2 separate regions of the Mus musculus genome follow, and region 2 is linked to region 1. Evidence: chromatin contacts called from public Hi-C data. All regions are on one chromosome and are shown on one strand. The core of a region is the stretch at or near the end of the contact, and the rest is flanking DNA. Distances in the headings are between cores, read along the strand shown.

Evidence for each region. A called contact is a pair of places that touch in the nucleus more often than the background predicts.
Region 2: a Hi-C map of the N1E-115 cell line shows a contact between it and region 1, with 6 times the contacts expected there. The contact joins two enhancer-like sites. A contact is called at or near these places in 1 of 39 promoter capture datasets (hippocampal neurons), 2 of 484 Hi-C or Micro-C datasets (the N1E-115 cell line and nephron progenitors) and 1 of 115 datasets of contacts at active chromatin or transcription factors (the NIH/3T3 cell line).

What each region holds. Positions count from the first base shown.
Region 1 is chr10:69,497,819-69,502,951 of GRCm38.p6, reverse strand. No RefSeq gene overlaps it. Among named protein-coding and RNA genes, the nearest start is that of Ank3, 33 kb to the left of the region's middle. Within about 2 kb of position 2,566, at least 49 of the 459 cell types and tissues checked have an H3K27ac peak or open chromatin away from gene starts, as enhancers often do. A contact at or near this core is called in the N1E-115 cell line, where this site is marked.
Region 2 is chr10:69,652,172-69,656,867 of GRCm38.p6, reverse strand. All of the region lies in intron 1 of Ank3 (ankyrin 3, epithelial), which reads right to left. Among named protein-coding and RNA genes, the nearest start is that of Gm33464, 91 kb to the right of the region's middle. Within about 2 kb of position 3,412, at least 49 of the 459 cell types and tissues checked have an H3K27ac peak or open chromatin away from gene starts, as enhancers often do. A contact at or near this core is called in the N1E-115 cell line, where this site is marked.

The DNA.
Region 1 (5,133 bases), core at 1,317-3,816:
CCACTCATGAAATCAGCCCACAATAGACCCAAGGATTCTGAATGTCCCTGGCAGTATTTACTAATGAGAAGGGGCCTCTCCCTTGAGCCTCTCCCTGGCTGTTTAGATGCAATTTCTCTACTTAAACTACAGCCTTGTATCTCTGTGTCCCTGGACAGTGCAATGGAAACCTGGCAAAGGGCCCAGAAAATTTACCACTCTACTCTTCTGACAATTAGTCCACGAGAATATATACACACTCAAAACCCTTTTGTCTCTGTTAATATGCGTGCTTAAGAGAACTTGAGCTGTTACCTATCAACCGGAGTGTCATGGAAGGACTCTAACCTGGGACTATCTTAAACCACATGGTAATGTGGACATTTTAGTTTTCGTCTCTGTGTCAATGGAATAATCAAAAGTTCTCAGGCTGAGATACAGGGATTCCTCAAGGGTCGGTGGATGTAATTCTGATTTCAGCAGAGTTCCACAGAATGTAAACCTTGCCTTTCTTCATAAACATAGGTGCCATAGAAGGCATTAGTAATATTAACAGAATCCATGATATGGTCACAGTGAGAAATAATAGATATTGGGTCAGACTTGAAGAGGTGATGAAGCAAAAAACATTTTCTCATCAGAGTCCAAAGTAGGATGAGAAGAAGCAACTGTTAGAGTTCACATAAAAAAAATTATATTCCTAGGTTTTAAAAACAATCCTGCTTTGATATTCTGCTTCATTTCTTCAATTTTTGTAGTGATTTTCAGGAAAAAGACATGAAGGATTACTTCCAGGGCTGCAGAGTAGGGGCGAAATGGGCAAGTTGACTATCTGAAGAAGTTCTGCCAAGCATGTTGCTGAAACCTGTCTCTAACAGTGATAGTACTCCTGGAACCCAGACATAGGTAAGTCACGCAAACAAAACAAAACAAAACAAAACAAAAAACAAAACTGGGTTCAGTGTGTCGGGTGAGTTTTTCCTGATGAAATTGTGTTGGCTCTCTAGTCATCAATAGCCATTGGCTTCAGTCTATGAGCTGTGGGCATCGAGTTCACTGTAATAATTTATATATGCTTAGCCCAGTGAGTGCCACTATCTGGAGGTGTGGCCTTGTTGGAGTGCCACTGTGGATGTGAGCCTTAACACCCTTGTCCTAGCTTCCTGGAAGTTAGTCTTCCACTAGAAGCCTTCAGATGAAAATATAGAACTCTCAGTTCTGCCTGCACCATGCCTGCCTGGACGATGCCATGTGTCCCCTCACGATGATAATAACTGAACCTCTGAACCAGTAAGCCACCCCCAATGAATTGTTGTCCTTATAAGAGTTGCCTTGGTCATGGTGTCTGTTCATAGCAGTAAAACCCTAACTAAGACACTCACTGAGATGAGTTCCCATAGTCTATGCTTCCTCATTTGGGACAGTGGAATGAGTCCCATATTGTTTGACTGTCTTGTCTCCTCCTCTCCATCACTAAGAAGGTCAACAGCTGGGCACGGCCTGAGCCTCACTCAATAAGAATCAAGAAAGAAAGGTGGAGGGATGACCCAGTGGGAGTAGTACTTGCTATGTGAGCATGAGTTTGACCACAGCGCCCACTTCAAAAGATGGCTAAATCCTGGGCGGTGGAGCAGAGACAGACGGATCAGTAGGGCTTGCTGGCTGCTAGGCTCACTCCAGTTTCAGTGAGCCATCTGCCTCCAAGGACTAAGGTAGTGAGTGACAGAGGTACATCTGACATCCTCCTTGGGTCTCTGGAGCGGCATCCTCCAGATTATGTACCTGCACACATATGCATGCATAGTCTCTATACTCAGCACACATAGACACATAGACACATACACCCAGGTACCACATACACATATAATACATATACCACACAGACACATATACCATGCACACAAACATCACATACAACACACACAAATCAATTTCTTACTAACAATAAATAAATTGAAAAAAGGTGTGGGTGTCATGAAATAGAGCCTTGGCTATAGGACTTTAAGAAACATTGGCTGAGGCCTGCTTGGTTACCATTTGGAAGAGAAAAGGCTCTACAAGCCAATGTGGAGGCACACACACACAACTCCACAGAATTTAATCAGAAGGCTCTAACTATAAAGTCTCCAATCATTTCCTCAGAGAAGACAGGCAAATGCAGGGGACAGGAAGGCACTGTATGGTCAGGGTCCCTGATTTATGGCAGCAAATGCAGAGGGAATGGCGGGAAGGATTTGAATTCTAGGTGTTCTTCTGTAATGAGCCAGTAGGAAGAGCAACATCTCGTCAGCACCAGCTCACCTGCTCCCGGGTCTCATTCATCAAACACCGCTATGGATGTTCGGGCTCACATTTCATGTAGCAAAGATCAAAACCTGAACCCCTTTAACAAGTAAAGCGTCTAGGCAAGAGGCATTTCAACAAATTGAAAAAGAGAGAGAACTCAAAGGCAGAAAACAAACACAACAAAGTGGGGGAGGGGGAGCTGGGAAAAATAGTAATAAAAATAATAATCAGAAGGAAAACATTGCCTGAGTGGTGGTTGCTGGCTCCTGCAAAGCCTGTGAACTCCTCTCCCCGTTGCCTAGCAACCAACCTAAGCGCAGCTCTAACAGTAAGAAATGTCTCCGTCCTGGCAGCGGAAATAGAATCTAAGTACATGGGATGCTTTTTTCAAGGTTACCTAAATTTACAGAAAAGGATGTGGAGGGGAGGGGGATAGAAGAGAAAGCCCTCGATATTTCTAGAAGCAGAGATCTGGGAGGAAGTGCTACAGTGCTTTAAAAACCCATCTAAAGTATCTCCAGTTAGTTCCCTAGGGCTGGCATTGCCCCAAACAAGAAAGGCTCTAGAGCTCACTGTAGGTGCATCTCATCACTGAACCCAGAGGACCAAGCTCTTCCAAGATAAAGAACCAAGATCAGTACTCAGAATGCAAAGCAGGAAGTGACCTTTGCTCCAGAAAAGCCAGACTTCTATTGGAGCCATGCCTTGAATTCCCTGTAATTAATTTCTGTAGACTTATCTCCCACCATTCCTAGAGCAGATCACAGCAGTAAACCAAGTCCCTGAAAGCAATGGTGAATTCCCACAAAGACTCTTCTCGGAAGCCCAGCTAACTTCGCTAGCCTCGAGTTCCACCAAGGATGTACCATATGTATGACCAGACGAAGGAGCCCCCCAGACTCGGTTGCTCAAGCTCGCAGAAGCAAGTAGCTTGGCTCATCCACTCTCATTATCAGTCAGAGGTTAAGGTCTATGCTGTCTATCTTTCTTCATCTTGATTCCACAGAGGACGCATCAGCAAAACGGGCCTGGAGCCTATGCTCCGAGACTACTTTAATTAACATGTACAGAGAGGTATTACTACTAGCCACTGTCTCTCAGTCACTGGAGACAGGCCAAGAGGAGAGTAATGAAGACCTTCTTTCCTCACAAGGAAACCGTGTCAGTAGGGTACAGTGCCTGGGTTGGTAGAGTACTGTGTGTTTCACAGTGATGGAGATGTGTGTGTGTGTGTGTGTGTGTATGTGTGTGTGTGTGTGTGTGTGTGTGTGTGTTTACAGTGCAGTTACAGGTGGCGAGTGTGCTGGGTTAAAGCTGGTCACTGACCGCTGAGAGGGGTCATTTCTGTGCTTTTACACAAGTCATCAGGCGTGAGTATCAGAGTCTTTGTCTACAAAACTGTATCAACAGGGTTGCTCTGCCCATTTCATACAGAAGTCCTAAACATCCACGAATGTCCATTACCAGAACGCATACATGTCCTCTACCGACTCTCTACAGACTAGCAAATGCTGCCTGTGACTGGGGCCATGACGTAGAAACCTGTTGATCTTCCCAGGGTTTCAGATGATTAGCTGACAGTGTCGACCTGCAGATCATGTCTGCCTGTGAAGACATGCTTGGGAAGCTGAAAGGCAGCTCTGACGTGATATTATGAACACCGACCTTCCACCTGAATCCCCTAGGAAACCCACTTCTGGGCATTTCTGGCATGAAGATCTAAGGCTGGGTGAACAAGGGATGACGCACCCTGAATAGGTAGGTGGTTCCAAACCAGAGCTGTGTACCAGCGTTTGGTTCTTTCTGCTTCCTGACTGGGAGTATGAGGTATCCAGCTACTGATCCCATGCTGTCTCCACTGGGAAGGACTGTGGCCTCAAACTGTTGGCCAAAAGGAACCCTTTCAGGCACTTCCTGTGAGGCATTTGGCCAGGCCAACCAGAAAAATAATCCAGACTCTAAACCTGCTGAAGGCTGAGGCTGCCCCTGACTGGATAGAAATATTAACCATTTGAAAAGAAACATGAAAGTCAAAGCTTTCCTCAGTTCCCAGTGTTCTTGCAGTGTTTATTTTTATTCTTTATTTATTTATTGCTGAATTTCAGAACCAAAAATAGAGAACAAAAAAGCAACAACAAAACAAACAGACAAACAAACAAAACAGGAAAAAAAACCCCACAATTATAAATTAGGTTGGGGGATATTTTTCTTTTGGTACCCTACAACAATCCAACCCTAAAAATAACTTAATTTTTTTTTTAATTCTTCAAATGAACTGCTCTCATGGAATGGTTTAGAAAGTAGCACACAAAATGCATTCTAACCTGTACTTCGCTGCAAAGGTTAAAACATTTATCTTTCCAGGCCAGCAAGATGGTAAAGGTGCTTGCTGCTAACCTTAAAGAAACATGAGGAGTAGGAGGGACAATTTCCTGCAAGCTACCCTCTGCCCTTCACACACGTGCTCACATGACCACACATACACTAAAGAAATGAAGATCACGATACACCTAAAACATTTACCCTTGCAATAAAATGAACGCTTTGCATTTAAAAGGCTTAGGTGATGTCCTTGTGAGGCTAGCAAGTGTGTCTGATCAGCGGTTGAAATAAAGCTGTGGGGTCACGTGACATCTCTGTAGGAAATGCCGGGTTGACATTATGAGACAGACATCCGAAAAAAAGGCAGTCTAGGGGTCCAAGCAAGATGGCTCAGCAGCTAAAAGCACTCGCTGTTGACAGGAGCTTGGTCCCCAGAACCCAGAGCAAAAGTGGGGAGCTGATTTCTGAAAGTTGTCCTTGGACCTCCACAGGTGCACCTTGGGACACGTGTGCCTGCATTCAAACATGCATCGTACGCATGCAATG
Region 2 (4,696 bases), core at 2,163-4,662, 150 kb before region 1:
TGTGCAATGTGGCCCGAATTCCTGTATCTGGCATTCCCTCCCCCTCTCTTCTCTCTTCTCTCTTCCCTCTCTCCCTCTCCCTCTCTTTCTCCCTCTCCCTCCCTCCCTTTCTCTCTCTCCTCTCTCTTCCCATGCCTCTCTGCCTCCTCCCCTTCTTCCTCCCCCCCCCCCCCCAGCAATTCCCTGGACAGAACTCCTATTAAAGGATGTTCAGTTCTTAACAGAATGCTGAAAATAGTGGGAACTGACGTATATAAACAGCCCATAAGTGTCAGTACCCATTTGTAAGTGCAGCAAGAAATCTAAATTCCTGTCCAGTCCAGTCTCCCTGCTGTCTGTAACACTGCCCCCTAGTGTTTGCAAAAGTGCATGGCCAATGACTTGCTAGCTCTGAACTGTATTTGGTAAGCTTCAAAACTCTAAGCATGTATGACGATATGCCCACTTTTGCTTTCTCTATCATGTGAGATTTACTCTCTTTTCCTGTCCTTTGTGGCCACTGGTTTATTCTCATTCGGAAAAAAATCTTCAGAGATGTGTCTAAAACCGTATTAATTAGAAAGTTTCAACTTGCAATGACTTTCTAGAGCTGAGTTTGCCATTTTAAGCAATAAACACATTTTAATAGAAAAATGTCCCAGATAGTTGCCATTGACATTGTATGTACTTTAAAAGAAAAGAAAAGAAGAGAAGAGAAGAGAAGAGAAGAGAAGAGAAGAGAAGAGAAGAGAAAAGAAAAGAAAAGAAAAGAAAAGAAAAGAAAAGAAAAGAAAAAGGAACCTAAAACAACCGCAGGAGGGGCTGGGAAGATGGCTCTATCAGTGAAGTGCTTCTTATAAAAGCTTGGGTCCCCAGAACCCAGGTAAAGGGGGCTACCACATGATTTAAGCACCTAGCCAGCCCCAGAGAAGCAGAGAGGGTAAATCCCTGGAGCAGAGTTTGCCTGTCAGTAGAGGCAGTCATCTGTGAGCCCTAGGTCAGTATGAAACCACACCCCAGAAATCAAGATGGAAGATTCCCATAGAATACAGCACTAAAGGTTGGTTTCTAGCATGCCCATGCAAGCACACACATCAGCACAAGATGAATGAAAACACACACATGCGTGCACACAGTTCAAAACAAAGCCTTTACAAGCTTCCCTAGTTTGGATGTGCACAGTCCGTATGAGTAGGCTTGGACCCTGGGGTAACAGTAGCTGGGGCTACTTCAGACCTTTAGGACACAGAGCACAAGGGGGGGGGGGTATCTCAGGTACTCAGGAATGTGTCCTGGCAATGGATTGTGGCAATTACTCTCTTTTGACTCTTGGGATGAGGGGAGTGGATCTGCTTTGCAATAAACCCCAATACGAGGTGCCACCCCATCCAGGCTTCAAATGCCAGAACAGTGACTGCAGGCTGGACTCTGGAGAGCTGTGAAGCTGACGTCACCTCCTCCTACTGATTGAGTGTCTCAGGTACACCACAGCGATAACTGGAGAACACAATGGCACTTTCTCTGTTGGACCTAGGCTTTTTATCATAAATTAAGGAGAGTATTCACATCTGTTTGTTTTGTTCCAAGACTCTGTGTCAAAGAATCATAACAAAAATATGCACCCTTGCTACATGCAAAAAATCCAAATGCCTTTAAACCAACCACAAACTTGTGCGTCACACTTCCAACAGAAAAAGGAGAAGCAGCTTGGCCAAGAACTGCTTGGAAATACACAGAGGCACAAAGTCGGTATCCCAGTGCCTACCCTTAGATTGCGCTTCCTCTGGAGTGAACGGTTTTCCTCTGTGTTTGGAATTTTAATGCAATTTCTTTTTGTTGCTAATTTACCATTGGCCACTAGGGGGAGCGGTTGTTCCTTTGATTCTTCGAGCATGCTATGAAAAGTAGTCTTGGATTTTCTTTATGAGGCTTAGTGTAACATAATTTTGAAAAGTAAACAACTAAAGGTCGTGGGCATCCACGGAGCCCTTGAAAGTCCTAATTTCGTGTTGTTTCCGTCAATCAAATAGCTGCTCTGCAGAAATCCCACATTGCTCATTTTTATGGCCATAAATTAGATTTCTGAAGCTTTGGAGGTGTGTACAAACATGTACATAAGCATACACGGTTTTGTATTTTATCTGTTTTAAAAATGAGTGTCTGCCATCATCATAACCATGTAACTGTAAAAGGAAGACACCTGGCCATGTTCCAGAGCTGGCTTTATCCTGTGACAAGCTTTGATTCTGCGGCAGGTCGGAAGATCCAGCTTATTAATACTTTGAGTCATAAGAAAAAGATGCATCTGAAACGCTTACATTTAAGAAAAGTCAGAACACAGTGCTTGGGACCTATAAGGTTCTAGTAAGTACTTCAGTTGACAGCAGGGATCTCTCCAGGGGAGGGGCTGGAGAGATGGTTCAGTGGTTAAGAACATTGACTGTCCTTCCAGAGGTCCTGAGTTCAACTCCCAGCAACCACATGGTGGCTCATAACCATCTGTAGTGGGATTTGATGCCCTCTTCTGGTGTGGCTGAAGATAGCAACTGTGTGCTTACGTGCATAAAATAAATAAAGCTCACTCCATCATAGAACCATTCCTAAGTCCTCACTGACAAATTGAAACTAAAATTCCTATTTGTACATCACACCAGCAGGGATCCCCAAATCTCTGTAGTTCCCCCTCAGGCAGGAACTTCTGCGTAACCCCCAGATGCAAGGTCCCCTCAACAGGGGACCATAGTAATTCTGCCTTTTTAGCTCAACTGAGTCATGAGGGAAGTTTCTACAGGAACCCAAGAGAGGGTCAGTCTTGTCTCCTGGGTCTGCCACCAGCACATTAATCGGGAACAGAACACGGCCACTGAAGACAGACAGCAGCTCTCTGGTGTCTCACTGGCTGGAAGAGGACTCAGAGACACAGGATGGGCTGTATGTTCAGAGTACGAAATGCAATCATTGGTATTTATCAGCAGTGTTGGTCTCCAGGAGCCACTTACTCTCTCAAAAGGACAACCTCTGTTCAGGGGAGCAACAGCAAGGGACGGCCAGGCAGCCTGGGACCTGCTGAGCACCCACTCTGAGAACACAGTAAACCCAGGGGCTTGGTGTCTTTATTCCCTAATCCTTCCTATACTTGGTTATTCATGTGGAGTTTTAAAATGTAAAGAGTTTTTCTACTTTGCAGCCATAAAAAAAGGCCAGTTTTTTAAAGGCACCCCCAACACACACACACACACACACACACACACCTTCTTTCTTAAAGAACAGAATAGGAAACATCTCTTTTCAAGCAGAAAACTATCTCATCTATCAGAATGGAATATGTGCATCCAATGGGTTAAAAAAAAATCATCTCTCAGAGCAGGCTCCATCATGCCCCGTGGCCACATTCCTCACCAGGGCCAGAACAGCCTCACTGGGACTAGGTTAGCACCCATCTGGGAGCACCTGGTATTTTTCACAAAAGCCACGAGCCTGTCTGTCTATTCCTGGGATTACTGCGGAGTCCTAGGAGTCCCAGATTGAAGACGGATTCCGAGACTTTCTGGCAACAATTGTCAGTTGAAAAGGACACTCAGTGACAGCTTTATCAAAATGCAATTGTTGACACTCCCCCTCCCCACCCACTCACTCTCCCTCCCTCCCTCCCTCCCTCCCTTCCTCCCTCCCTCCCCTCTCTTTGCTTGCTCTGCATTGCAGACCTTGCAGCTGACTAAGTCTCTCAAGCAGCATTGGCAAGACAGGTTTTTGAAGGCAGACCCAACCCAAAAGGTTGTTTGGGGCGGGGTGGGGTGGGGAGGGGGTATTACCTAGAGGAAAGAGATCAGACCCTCCTGCTGTTGCTGTGGGCAACCTCAATAAGAACATCTTTTTAAAAGGTGGAATGGAAGCCAGCAAGTACCTGGCAGCCAAGTGCCACTTAGACGCCTTTACTTAGGCATTGGGCAACTGTACTTGATCCTTGGATAGCTCTGGGGTTTGCGTATGAGAAATGTTTCGGAAGCAGGAAGTTATCTGCCTAAAATACAAACCTTTGCCCATTAGTCAAGGTAATCGGAAACAACCCCACCAAATGGCAGGAAATACCACAGGCATGAGAGACTGGGCATTCTCCCAGGGCCCAAAGCTCTGCCAAACTCCACACAGGCAACCCTTCACAGCCATGTCTACTTGATGAGGAAAGGGAGCCTTGGATGTTCAAAGACGAAAGGACTTCCCCCAAATAGATACGGGAACAGTACAGGAAAAGCAGGCTTTTCGCTTTAAAGCCTTCTAAAAACACCAGCCGGTGACACGGGGGCATGAGGATGAAGGGAGAGCCTAGTCTGCAAAAAAGGCAAAAATAGAAGTTTTCTTCTATGACCACTTTGGATAGAAGCATACTCCCCAAGGAGACAGGCTTCTAACAGAGAGCAAAGGTCTTTTATCTGTCCCTGGTTAGCCAAAGAGAGAAAGCTCGAACTGTTCCGGCAAGAGCGCATACGCGCGCTTTCACAAACACACACACACACACATACACACACACACACACACACACACACACACACACCAACTTTTGACAGCCCCTGTGCAAAGGACTAAGCAGGGTTTCCAAGGTCATTGTAAGCTGAGGTATTCCCAAGGCGAAATGTACCCATGCATTCCCCCACGAATGCCAGAAAGGGACACTCACTGCTGATCTTGATATAAAAGTAGGCTCTTGCCAGCCTTGTTC